Linked DNA regions of Triticum aestivum: region 1 is linked to region 2. Evidence: chromatin contacts called from public Hi-C data. All regions are on one chromosome and are shown on one strand. Each heading gives the region's core, a stretch centred on a gene start, on an enhancer-like site or on the middle of the called end of the contact. The rest is flanking DNA. Distances are from core to core; before and after follow the strand shown. Region 1 holds the start of LOC123165474 (chaperone protein dnaJ 10). Region 2 holds the start of LOC123165343 (tyrosine--tRNA ligase 1, cytoplasmic).

What was found. Hi-C and Micro-C count contacts between places; a contact is called where the count stands out from the background.
Region 1: a Hi-C map of leaf shows a contact between it and region 2, with 6 times the contacts expected there. The contact joins the promoter of LOC123165474 here to the promoter of LOC123165343 in region 2. A contact is called at or near these places in 2 of 5 Hi-C or Micro-C datasets (both in leaf).

Annotation. Positions count from the first base shown.
Region 1 is chr7D:383,382,113-383,389,185 of IWGSC CS RefSeq v2.1, reverse strand. LOC123165474 (chaperone protein dnaJ 10) reads right to left here and starts at 4,408. Exons shown (of 10, transcript XM_044583125.1): 1 at 4,145-4,408; 2 at 3,995-4,054; 3 at 3,800-3,882; 4 at 3,547-3,703; 5 at 3,322-3,451; 6 at 3,074-3,232; 7 at 2,813-2,994; 8 at 2,643-2,723; 9 at 2,403-2,528; 10 at 1,945-2,313. The coding sequence starts at 4,231. The coding sequence ends at 2,239.
Region 2 is chr7D:382,674,238-382,681,198 of IWGSC CS RefSeq v2.1, reverse strand. It overlaps LOC123165343 (tyrosine--tRNA ligase 1, cytoplasmic), which reads left to right and starts at 3,561. Exons shown (of 9, transcript XM_044582973.1): 1 at 3,561-3,983; 2 at 4,957-5,240; 3 at 5,340-5,436; 4 at 5,603-5,708; 5 at 5,871-5,953; 6 at 6,410-6,555; 7 at 6,707-6,812. The coding sequence starts at 3,678.

The DNA of each region.
Region 1 (7,073 bases), core at 3,159-5,658, 710 kb before region 2:
GCACCTTACTTTATTAGTAGATATAGATATAGATATAAATATAAATATAGATATAGATATAAAATAGATATAGATATATATTTCTTATACTCAAGGTGATGATGCCCCCGTATTATAGGAGGACTCTAAGTCATTGGCCTGGCCCACCCTGTGACTATTTGCGTCGGATGCATCCTCCTTGGATATAATCGGGTGTTTATGTGATCACCTACCGATGGTGCGTATGGAGCTTGAGGAGTGCCGTGGCCGTCAGAGAGGTGCATTTCTTCTATTGCTAACATAAATGAAGGAAGAGAAACGAAAGCCTTTGGATTTGGAATAAACGGTACGGTGGATTTTATGAGCAACAACACTTGTACAGTTATAAGGGCAACCATGACCGATCCCCTAAAAATAACGGAGAATCCGACGAATAAATCCATAATGGATTATTTTAATTTCACTAATTTTTTGCCGGAGCTAACCAATCCTATATATAACAGAGTTTTTTTTTTCATTTTGCATTTCATTTTCGGCCACAGAAGCACATTTCTTTGCTTCTTTATTTTATTTAACGATATTTTGATACACTGGAGTACATAATTCACCAATTCTTCGCTACAAGAGCAAAATCAAAGAAAAACAAGAACCACAATTAGACACTTTAGAAGATATCCAAGTCATAACTGCTCCCACTAGTTGGCTTAATATCATCTTCACGTCTTCATTGTTGATTCTCTCTATTGGCTACTCGATATTGCACACTTCTTACTTACTCGATTCCGACAAATTCGACGTTGCTTCGCATCTAGTCTCATCTCTTGCCTCTATTCTAGCAACCAGTGCACAAGCATCTATCAAATTTTGTACTATCAATAGATCGGTGTAATCTTCTTCCCAATATCAAAACTTGCATCCATCCTACACACAAATTTGAGCAAGCAATGAGCTACCGAAATTGCACCGAATCTAGTGAACAACCGAATCAAAAGAAGCACATACCTAATCTTTTTTGCACTTGAAGAACACCCATTTGAGATGTTCCGGCGCGGTGGAAACTCGGCGCACCACCTGTCGCGGGCAGTCGTCGCACTTTATGACCGGCAACGGGGAGCCGACGAGCTGCTGGGCTAGCGCCGAACCCGAGCGACGGCCGGGCGTTTCTTTGCCGGCGACCGCCGACGGGAGAGATCCGAACGGCTAAAGGCCGAGTCAATACCTGCATGCGGCGCAGAGGCGTTGTCGGGGCTGTGTGGTCCTGTATCCGACCAATTCATGGCAAAGGCGCAAAGGGTGGTGGGCGGATGCGTCAAATCCGGCGGCGGCAGCCTCAAATCTACCGGTTCTGCGCCGGCGACGAGTCGAGAGAGGCACAAATCCGGGCGGTCAAGGACCGCGGTGTACGGGCATCCGCGGTGGCAGGCGGGGGGTGGGAGAGACGGCGCTGGCGTAGATGCAGCTCGGGAGCGGGGCGGGTAGGCAGCGGAGTGGAGGTGATTTTTTTCCTCCAAGGCCGAGCAAGACACTAAAAATAGAGGCGGCGGAGACGGCTGAGGATAATTTATCCTCCGTTATCGACTATTGGGGATCGGCTAGGTGCCGATTAGAGGAGTAAAACATTTTTTTTTTACTTCCCTAACCGATTATAGGGAATTGGTTAGAGTAGCCCTAACGCAACAGCAGAGGAGCCAAACCCGCGATGAAGGCTTGTGGTGTATTGTTCGGGCTGTTGGCCATGCCCAGGTTTACCACCGACACATTTGCATTGTAGGTGTGGTATCATTACAGCGTCTACAATGTTAGATTTTGTTGGTACTGTTTCTTTTGCCAGTTTGCGCCATTCGGGCCTCGACAGATGTACTTGGTTTCTGGTCGGTTCTTTTGTTTGTATCCCCTTCATGCTAGATTATAAGTCGATAATACCCTAAAAAGAAGATTATGAGTCGATAAAAAGGGCCCTTTATCTAAGACAAACAGATTTTGTATTATTATTTCCATAGAAACACCAAAATAGAACAATTACAGAAAGCACGGCACAATCAGGTATGGTCTATTTCAAAAGCTATGGTCATGCGAGTGAAAAGTGGGTAATCTAAAGCTTTAACTGTTGGATCTGATCACCAGTGCTGAAGCAGCATATAAACATATATCCATACCCTTCAGGTAACTGAAGGATGGTGGTGCATGACCCCAGCTGTTCTGAATCATATTATCTGGTATAACTCGGGTATCTTCGAAAGGTTTCGTAGTGTCCCTGCTTCATTTCCGGGGTTCGAAGTCATCGTCAACGTCATATGCAGGGTTGCATAAGCATCTAAATAGCCTGCCAATTCCCTGTACAACAACATTTTTTGAACTTATGTCACCAAACATATTTGAATGTGTAACGTACACATATGTTTGTGTGATTGTTGAAAAATTGCCTGAGTAAGCGCAGGAGTCCGATATGTTACTGTCCGTGATGCCTCCTCGTCTGAACTTTCATCTGAGCTGCTGTCATCATCGAGAATGGTTGGCTTTGATGGCCCTGGTAATGCCTCCTTTTCCCTCTATTCTCATTCCAGTTGATCAAAGATGGAATTTATGAAATATACTCAATTCAGGTTTGTTTACATACACAAATAGCACATGAATTGTCGGAAAGAAAACGTGAAACAATGTACCTGAAATATTTTTCCTAGATTTCTCAAGGCCATTGCACGGGCCTTGAGATCCTCTTTCTTGACATTATTTTCATGCAGCACCTGAGAAGAAGTCAAAAACTTGTCAAATCATATTGTTGTACTAGTAGCAGATTAATATGGGAGTATTTCAGTAAAGAAGACGCACATACCATTTCACAGACATGTAAGAGCGTGACTTCAATATCCACAACGTTGAGCTTCCAAATTGAACTCATCATCAGGTCCTTGTTCATTCTCATCTGCATGTCGACGTCCTTCTCGGTGGCAGCGCCGCCGTCCTTGGCACTCTGCCGGCACGCCTCCTCTTGCAGCTGCAGCAGCTGCAGAGCTCCTGCATTGTTCTTTTCGCCCCTTAATCAGTCGGCAACTTCAACCATCACAACCATGGCAAGAATTGGGGAAGTTTTCACCTTTCGCTGCCGTGATCTGTGACCTCCAGAGGTGGCCCTTGTTCCTCACCCACTCGGTCAGGAATGGAACTCCCAGGTACATGGCCTTCTTGCCGAGCTCCTTGGCGGCTTGTCGAGAATAAACGTATCCGATGGTGCGACGAATGTCCAGTGCGTATGCTGTGAGCAGCAAAGCATTTCACAAAGATTCAGATGAAACCCATCAAGAGAAGAACACAACTGTAGTTTGTAGGGATCATCATACTGACAAGTGCTGGAAAGCCTTTTCGCCTCAGATTCGGCACGATGAGCGAATCCCTCCGTGTCACCACTCACATACCGCGAGAGGAACTTGTTGAGGAATCTAGCTAGCTTCTCTTCTCGTTCCCTTTGTACACCCTTCACCACAGCAGTGTTTTTCAGAGTGGGGATAACAAATGGTTTGGGCATAACAATGGGCGTCTACCACAGATATGTAGTACGTATGTGCCTACCTTGAGCCTGTCCTGGAGCTTCTCGGCGCTGCCGTTGTCGCCACTGGCCATCTCCGAGGAAGCCATTGTTGCCATTGCAAGATGTCCAATGTAGTCCTCGAACAGCTCGCTCCCGAACAGGAGGGTGAAGACCAGAGCACCATCTAGAATGTTGTCCCTGAAAAGCAGAAAAATGTTGTCAGAGTGAAGCATGAATTGCTGCTTCTGAGCTGAGTTTCATCTGGGATGGCATCAACTGGGGCAGGGCAGGCACCTGGATATGCTAGTCTTGCCATAGCCGTCGTAGGCCTTTCTCTGCAAAGGGTCGCTCAGGACCTGGTAGGCCTCTCCAAGAGCCTGCATATATAGCACCATAACAACAAGAAACTCAACACCCACCCACCAAAGGAATCAAACCAACCGATCCTGCTACAATATCGAGTTGAGTTGAGCCAGCCGTGGTAAGGACCTGAAACTTGTCGGACGCCTGCGGATCGTCGGGGTTTTTGTCAGGATGCACCTGCCTCGCCTGAAGACAAAGACAGGAAACGAAACCTCCAAATCAGCAAGCTAGCGAAAAGCGACAGCAATGTGCTAGGCAGACAGCAAAAAGGGGGACCTTGATGTAGTAGGCCTTGCGGATCTCGTCATCCGAGGCGGCGGGGCTGACGCCGAGCGCGTCGTAGTACTCGGTCTCCTTCGCCATGGCGGCCGCCGCTCCCTGTCAAAGAACACCCCCGGAACGAAACAGGAGACCACCAGAGCAGGGCATGGAAGTGGTGGTCTGGTGGAGGAAGAAGAGTAAAGGAGAGCCGCATCATCACCATTCATTGCGCAACGAGGTGGGGAGCCACCCCCCACAGGCCACCGGGCCATCTTTTATCTTTCCAGTGACGCACAGCGCGGCGCGGCCGGGGGAGCATTAAACAAATCGCCGGGCGGCCTAGTGGTGGTGGAATGGAACGCGGCCCTGCATTTTTATTTCTCCAGATGTCCTCCTTTCTCCGGGGAGCAGCGGATCAAGAGTTCATTCTACTCTTTATTATTCATGTGTCTTTGCCTGCGTCCCCCTTTAGACCAGAACTTATTTGCAAATGAAGGCTTTTATTTACATACCGATTGTAGCTGTGTGCAAGGAATAAATGCATCAAAATTGCAAAGCCGTCGAGATAAAACATGCCAAATTATTCCTACTTGTTTTTAGTCGAAATTATTCCTACTTTTGAAACACCGGATCAGGACAGTTTCGGTACACCTCATAAACACATCGACGACTGAGATTACTCCATACCCCTTCATAATAAAAGGCAAGATGGGAACGCGGAGTTTCTTAGCCCGAGCTCAAATGAGCTGGGGTGAACACTAAAATTCAAAAAAAACTGATTGTTTTGTGACAAATATTAGCAAATGTTTTGAGTGCTTGTAAAGATTCGTCATGGTGGACCTGAAGATCGTGAACTCCACGATTCGGTATCGGTGGGCTTGGAAGGCACGTGCATGGAGCGTCTTACTAACCCTTTGGGAAATCATGAAAGGCGTCTACTCAATGTTGCTGCTCGTGTTGAGTTAGGTAATGAAAATAGATGTTTCTTTTGGACCGATAGATGGATCGATGGCGCCACAGTAGAAGATATCGCGCCAGAAGTTTTCTATTCCGTGCCTTCGGATGTAAGGGAGAGAAAAACAGTAGCAGAAACACTGATTAGTGCGGTATGGATTAAGGACATAAAGGGGAAAATAAATATTCACATTTTTCATCAGGTCTTAGCCTTATGGGAGGTGATTTCTGAAGTTCAAAGCATACATGATGCTGAAGACAAATGGAGTTGGTCGTGGAATTCTAAAGGTTCCTACTCGACGAAATCTGTTTATAAAGCACATTTTGCTGCATCAGTTATGTGTACTACTGCTTGCACCATTTGGAAGGCTCGAGCTCCTCTAAAATGCAACCTCTTTCTCTGGCTGGTCGTCAAGGGGCATGTCTGGACAGCGGACCATCTTGCTAAGCATGATTTGTCTCATAATGCTGCATGTTGTTTCTGCAACATTGCGCAAGAATCAGCTCATCATCTCTTCATGGGTTGAAGTGTAGTGACCAACATTTGAAGTTCCGTGCTTCTTTGGGAAAATCTGAGCGAGGTCATCCCTCAAAATGCTTCTACTCTCTGGGATTGGTGGCAAGAGGCCAGAAAAAGAGTCCATGAATCCAGAAGGAATTCCTTGAACACTATGGTATCATTAATTAATCTGGAGTATATGGAGGGAAAGAAAGGGCGGAATTTTTGAAAATTCTCACGTGCCGTTTCAAGGAATCATCGATCAAATTAATACTGACGCGGTGCAATGGACAGAAGCAAGTCTAGGTCATTTTGTATTACATTAGTTTCGCCCTTTGCGTTTTGTAGACAGTTTGCTAGTCAGGGCTTTGGGTGTTTCTATTTTCAAAGTTCAGGTTGTCCTTGTTGTAACTATTGGATGTTGGTCGTGTTTTTCCCTCTCTTTAATAGATGTTGGTCGTGTTTTTCCCTCTCTTTAATATAATACGTGCAGTCCTCTTGCATGGTTGGAAAAAAATCCGTCATGGAATCACATTCTTGGAAGGCACTCTAAAAATGCTACTTTGGAAAGCATTTTGGAGCATTGATTTTGTTTTTTATCATGACTTCTACAAATGTGATTTCATGATGAAATTTTACAAGCTCTTAGAACATTTGTCAATGTTTGTCACAAAAAATCAGATTTTTTGAATTTTTTATTTTACTATTCACCGAGCTCATTTGAGCTCAAGTTGAGAAGGTTACTTTCTGCAAAATGGTCTTTTTTGAAGTACGTCACTCGTGTCGAGCGCGCCGATAAGTGCCGCCCACACACACACACCCATCCTCCTCCCTGGGCCGGCTCATCTTACACTTTTTTCCTCTTCTGTGAGTGAAGGAAATATGCCCTAGAGGCAATAATAAAGTTGTTATTTTATATTTACTTATTCTTGATAAAGGTTTATTATTCATGCTAGAATTGCATTGATCAGAAACTTAAATACATGTGTGAATACATAAAAAAATACCGTGTCCCTAGTAAGCCTCTACTGGACTAGCTTGTTGATCAAAGATGGTTAAGGTTTCCTAACCATAGACATGTGTTTTCATTTGATAACGGGATCACATCATTAGGAGAATGATGTGATGGACAAGACCCACCCGTTAGCTTAGCATAATGATCGTTCAGTTTATTGTATTGCTTTCTTCATGTCAAATACATATTCCTTCGACTATGAGATTATGCAACTCCCGGATACCGGAGGAATACCTTGTGTGCTATCAAACGTCACAACGTAACTAGGTGACCATAAAGATGCTCTACAGGTATCTCCAAAGGTGTTTGTTGAGTTGGCATAGATCGAGATTAGGATTTGTCACTCCGAGTATCAGAGAGGTATCTCTGGGCCCTCTCGGTAATACACATCATAAGCTTGCAAGCAAATGACTAAGGAGTTAGTTACAAGGTGATGTATTACGGAACGAGTAAAGAGACTTGCCAGTAACAAGATT
Region 2 (6,961 bases), core at 2,312-4,811:
CGAGCACCGGTGAACAAGCGAACGACAATGCCGTCGCAGACATGTGGCCCTATGATCCTGGCTTCCCGAATGAGCAGCGGGCGTTGTATCATACCATCCATAGGGCCCGCGAAGCCCTCTCCGTCGTCCTTCGAGTTGTTGCGCTCGCCGTGGCGCCGCCGCCTCGCGTTGTCAACATGGTCAATGGACATGAGGAATGAGGAGATGACTTTACTTGGAGAGGATGACAGTGGGGACCCACCAGGGCCATAGCCGCACGTAAGCAAGTGCCTCCTTATTATATACAACTATAATTTTTTTGCTTCCTCCTGGTTTCCTGACATCACGGTCCCACACCATTGTCAACCTATGTAGTCAATAAACGAGAGAATTGTACAAGGAGCGGCCGACAGCTGGGACTAAGCAGCTCGAGCAGTATTTGTGTTTTTGAGGTGTGAGCACTGTAGAGTTTTTCTTGAGCGATGTTTTCATTGTTGTTCAGAGGAGAGCAGGGTATTAACTGGGCGGGCAGTGGCCCGTCTAGCCCAGGCCAGATATCCAGCCCAGATATTAATTTTTTTTCAAGCTGAAAATGACTAGCCCATCTTTTTTGAGGAATATCCAGGCAAGGTCAACTTGTTATTCTCCGCCCCGCTGGGCTGCAAATCTTTCCTAGAAGGGATGCATTAGACTTAACAAAAAAATGGGCTTTAAGAAATAATAAATGAGATGTAATTTTAAAAACTGGGCAGTAACTATAAAAAATGCACCAAACACGTAATTAGTTTGTAAAATATTATTTTTGGATTTTGAAAATTTTAATTTCATTAATTGTTGCACGCGCAATATTTCCTTGGATTTTACGTAATACAAATTTATATTAAAATTGTATTTAATCTGACTAGAAATTTCGGGATAAAAATATTTCGGATCCCATCAAAATGTGGGAAATTTTATTGAATTCTTTTTTAAGCGGTTGGTTGAAATTATTAATTATTGTCCTAACTAGAAAATGGGCTGTACTTTTAACAACCTATAAATGGGCTGTAGTAAATTCCATTAGAATTCAAAAATGGGTTGTACATTCTTACAAATCGCAAATGGCCTATATGTTCTCTGCCACACACTTGTGGGCCTACTAAGTTCACGCGTCCCCTAAAAAAAGTAAGTTGACGCGTATGCAAGGCTTTGTCAACTTATAGTCAACACACGGTTCTAGCAGCAGTGGCCGTTGGATGTCCCATCCAACGGATGTCATGCTTCTTCTTCAATCTCGGATATTCTAGCTTCAACCGCCCAAAAAATGATTCCTCCCCCTAACATCTGGGGCGCACCGTTTTGGAGGCTGACCTGTGGGCCTACTAAGTTGACGCGTACCAAGGGCTTTGTTAACTTAGTCAATATAAATGATTCTAGCTGCAGTGACCGTACGATGTCCATCCAACGGCCGTCGTGCTTCTTCAACCTCTGGTCTTCTTGCTCCAGCCGCCCAAACCAGCGTCGGCCGTGCCGCCTGCTCCTGCCTCCCGTGTCCGGCTGTGCTGCCACCGCTGGCCATGCCATCCCTCTATACTCACCCACACCTCCTGTTATTCTCCGGCGACGGCAGCCTCACACCGCAGCCGAAGCAGTCAACCCACGTACTCCCCTCCGTGTGGGCATCCACTGCCGCGTCTTCCCCGACTCAGCGTCGTTCCCTTCCTAGGCCTCGCCGTCGTCCACCGCCTTGGTGCTCTCGGCGCGGCGTGGTCAACGTCGTCAACAAAGGACAACCATCGGAAGAGGACTTTAGGCGGTGATGCTGACAGCTGGACCCACCAGCTACATCTTCGAACACAAGGAAGTGCCTCCTTATTCCTTTTAAAATAAAAATGATTCCTCCCCCTGACAGCTGGGACCGAGCAGCTATATCTTCGCACGCAAGAAAGTGCGTCCTTATCCTCCCTGGCCGCTGGGACCCACCCGGTCAAAGCGTAAGTAGCGTTGTCTGTCTGGTCGCGAACATGTACGTACATACTGGTCGATCGGTCTCTCCGCAAGTATGAACCGTGGCCGAGTAAGTAGCGGCACGTGTCGTTGTAGAGCACCCGACATAACAGTTCATGCAGTCTCGTCTAAGTCCTGTACATGTACGTACAGCCACAGGGCAAAAAATACGGCCACGTACGTACATATGGGATGGGTCTCGAGCGCGTACTCGCGCATATATACGGATGGTCAGGGCTTGTGTACATGGAGAGGCAACGGACGGCAGCAATGGCGTCCTGTTCATCGGGCAGTGAACCGACTGGGTCGAAACAGAGAAACAACATCATGTTCATCGGGAGGCAACCAACTGGGTCAGAATGCGTCGTGTTCATCGGGAGCCAACCGGCTTGGACGGAACAGCTGATCGAAACGAGGTCTGGCGTATCGCAGAACGGAGGAAACGGCCATGTGTTCGACCGGCCATGGTAGAAACGGGATCCTGTTCATCGGGAGGGGTCTGGCATACCGCAAAACGGAGGGAACGGACTTCTCTTGGACCTCATACGGTCAAAACGGGGTCCTGTTGATCGGGAGGGATGCGGTGTACCGCAAAACGGAGGAAACGGACTTGTGTTGGAGCGCTACGGTCGAAATGGGGGTCCTGTTCATCGGGAGGGGTGTGGCGTACCGCAAAACATCATCCTACCAAACGCCACCTCCGCTGAACATGTTGCTTGCAGAGGGAAACGGACTCCTGCAGAAGAGACCGGCTCCTCCCTGACAAAAGCTACCAGGCAGCCGCTGAGGCGACGCAGTGTGAGCTTTCATAGCTATGCTTTGTCCAGGACCACACCGTGGTGATGTTCTGTTTGCATGCAGTGGAGGTTGCATGTGTTGAAAAGTGGGTGAGAGAAAAAAGTATGATGATGACATCAAGACACTAGCCTCCGTTGAGTGATTGTCACACACACCATAGCTTCATTCAAATTTATCTAGTGGAAGAGGGGAGGCAGTAGTAAGGCGATGCCTTCATTGTATATGCCCTTAATGTGTTTGGTCTCAAAAGAAAAAGTAACCTTTTTTTGAGACAGAAGACAAAAGACAAAAGAAAAGGTTATTTTTTTAGACAACCCCGCGAAGCTTTATTAACTCGTTACAATGTTTACAAGGACGGATGGTAGATTCCCAGGGTGTCCCAACCAAACATGGCGGCCACCATCAAAAGATAAAACATGCTTCGCTAAGTTGTGAGCTTCATAATTTGAGCTCCTAAATTCATGACTAAAACTGCAAAAATCAAAAAGCGAGGAATACTCTATTATTTCATGTACACCTGCACCATAGTTTGTCGAATTGTCCATTTATAAATCTTGTACCACCACTTTGCAGTCTGATGCGACCTCAATCTTCGGCAAGTAAAGATCATCTGCCAGCGCTGAGAGCGCTGGCTAGGAGTTCCCGGAAGCCGGAACATTGCGCGTGGAAATCTATACCTTATGATTCTGAGGAAAGACAGCCCATGTTTGGCTTAGGCCCACGTAAACGGCCCCTTACACTGACGTACGGGCCACGTTTTTGTCTTTCAGGGAACGTACGGACCACGTCTTTGTGCACCCCCGTCTGCGCAGAACTAGGAGATCCATCTCTCGATCTGAGCCGCGCAAAACCCTAGCCGTCTCCAAATCAGTCACCCGCCAGCCGCCACCGCCACCGCCACCGCCGCCACCTCCATGGACACTTCCCTGGCTGCCGCCGCTGTCACCGCAGAGGCCTCCGCCCCCGCCACAGCATCAACGGAACCTTCCGCGGCTCCTGATGCCTCCCCCGCAGCCTCCTCCTCCTCCGCTGCCGCCGCCGGCGCCGAAGACCTCGCGGGGGGCGTGGCGTCATTGAGCCTGGACGAGCGGTTCGACTTGCTGATGAGCATAGGCGAGGAGTGCATTCAGCCCGACGAGCTCAAGCGGCTTCTGCAGAACAAGCCCGTCCCTATCTGCTACGACGGGTTCGAGCCCTCCGGCCGCATGCACATTGCCCAGGTTCGACGGAAACTTACCGCCTTCCCATCTAATAACTTCGGATCGAATGTGCGACTCGGTCAGGAGCATCCAGGAGGATACCTTCTGTTTCCAGGAAGAGTTCTTGGACAGGAATTTCGGATTTCAACTAATATCATTCCCAAATTTATGAGTGCAGTATGACTATCAAGTGTGCTGTTACCTGTTCGGCTGGTCTTATCATGTTCATGTTGTGATATGTGTCTACAGTCGTACTCTAGGTCTTTGTTGACCAGCTAATTTAATACCCAAACAAGAAGGTTATCACTTAGCATGGTATCACCTAGCTGGATGCTTACACTAGATGTATGCCTAGCCTACTTATTTCTGCTATCCATAAAACTAGGGAGTAGTCGAATTTTGATTTTTTTAGCTCTTAATCATATGTGCAATTGTGCATCAGATTGGTTAAATAGCATGTGCTGATTATAGATGACTGGGTGGTTTTAGTTGTGCTAGTAGTTTTTGGTTAAACTGCTGAGGTCTTTGGAGAATAAGAAACCAAAAGAAAAGTGTTAGTTCAGAGAACAAAGAGAGAGTGTCCAAAATAAGAGCATAAATAAAGCTAGAAAGAAGTCGGCAGCAAAAGCTCCTGAAAATAAGGAGCACTATCCTGATTCGTTATGTATTGGAGCGCCAGTAGATTGTTGTTATAATACCCAGCCTTGATTTATCCAGCTCTGTCAAACTAGAAAGATTAGTGAGTTTACCGCTCCCATATTTCGTTGCTTTGTTGTTCCATAAGATTAATAATAAGAATGAAACATCCTAGTATAAATGTTAATCTTACACGTGCCTTTAGCAATTCTTGATGTGCTTCCACAATTATTATGATGCCAGTATTGTGAAAATCGTTACTTTAGAGATGCAATGAGGCCAATATGCGCAAACTGTCAGATTGCAAGACCTGATAGGACTTGCTGGTGATAGACATTCTCATGTATTGTATTCACAGGGTGTTGTGAAGGCAATTAATGTTAACAAGATGATCAGAGCGGGATGCAAAGTGAAAATCTGGATAGCAGACTGGTTTGCACAGCTAAACAACAAAATGGGTGGCGATCTGAAAAAAATCCAGACTGTCGGGCGCTACATGATTGAAATATGGAAAGCAGCTGGTATGAACCTTGATGGTGTTGAATTCTTATGGTCTTCAGAGGAAATTAATAGGCGTGCAAATGAATACTGGCCACTTGTAATGGACATTGGCAGGAAAAATAATATCAAAAGAATAACGAGGTACGGCCATTTAAATTGCATATGCATCCAGATGATTCTTGACTTCCAAAGTTCGAACTCAAACATAAATTAGCTATCTCATTTTTCCTTACTTCACAGGTGTTGTACGATTATGGGTCGCTCTGACAATGAGGAATTGACTGCTGCACAGATCTTCTATCCTTGCATGCAGTGTGCTGATATATTCTTCCTGAAGGTTAGTATATTTATATTGCAGACATCCCTCTGTAAAATTGAAGTTTAACCATTCACATGATTTAAGTAAGGTTATTGATATTTTTTTATTTCACTCGATATTGTAGGGTGGTATACCTTTATTCTAGATTTGTCATTGATTCTCTCTAATCTGTTTCTTTTTGTAGGCAGACATATGCCAGTTGGGCATGGACCAAAGGAAGGTTAACATGTTAGCAAGGGAATATTGCGATGACATCAAAAGGAAAAACAAGCCAATTATTCTGTCACATCGTATCCTGATCTACCACTGCTGTGTTGTTTATTTTTTCTCTGCAGTGTGTTTTGTCTTAATATATTGATATATGTGTCTCGGTGGTTATGTCGTTAGAATTCCTTTGTAGTGTGTCATTGCCAGGTTGTATAAATTTTTTTGTTCCTTAACATGAATTACAGATATGCTCCCCGGTTTCAAAGAAGGCCAGGAGAAGATGTCAAAGAGTGATCCAACATCGGCTATCTTTATGGAAGATGATGAGGTTCTCAATTTTTTCTCTTCATGAACAACCTTTATTTATTTCAAAAGCTTATGCCACTTAATCACTCCATACAACCTCATCCAGAGATGTTTGAATGTTGAAAAAATTACTCGGCTAGGAAATTGTAGGGTATGGTCCTTGTCTGCCATGCAATAAAATGAAGCCCTAACCACCATATTTGGATGTTAGGTTTGGCGATTTTAAAGTTACTTTTACTCTTGATATGGGTAAACATGTTATTTCTAGTATTTTTAGAAGTTTCTACCACTTTAGTCTGGTCTGCACCGTGTTCATCATTTGCTTAGAACTTGTCTTTGTTGTTCAATTGATCTTGTAGATGGCATGTGGTCATGATATTATCAATTTATCAAGCTGGAATTTATAGAGCAAAATTTGTTTGTCAAGGTTTTGCCCTTTTCCTAAGCTGATATTGTACCCTAACCAAATTTATTGCAGGCTCAGGTAAATTTGAAGATAAAGCAAGCTTTCTGTCCTCCCAAAATTGTTGATAAAAATCCGTGCCTGGAATACATCCAGTACATTGTTTTCCCTTGGTTTGACAAGTTAGAGGTTGTCCGCAAAGAAAACAATGGCGGTAACAAGTAATATTCTTTTCCTGGACTTACTAAAAATTTGAAAATCTTATCTGTGTTGGTTGAATAAGCACACACACCTTAGTTAATCTCTGTTGAAAGTTGTGTACTATTGACTTTTTTTTTGTTTGGAGTTATAACCATGCTTGCTTTGAAACAGGACATTTTTAACCATGGATGAACTTGTTGCTGATTATGAAGCGGGTGATTTGCATCCTGCCGACGTTAAACCTGCTTTGGCGAAAGCGATCAATGAAATATTGAAGGTAATAGTTTTTATCATGTTTATTTTTCTTCAGTAAGGTGGTGCAGTCTTTCACGAGTCATTAACTTATGCACTCTCAGAGCATTACCAGTTTCTGTTTGTTTTTCTGATTTGTCCCTTTGCTGTATTTTTCATAATTCATTATTTAGT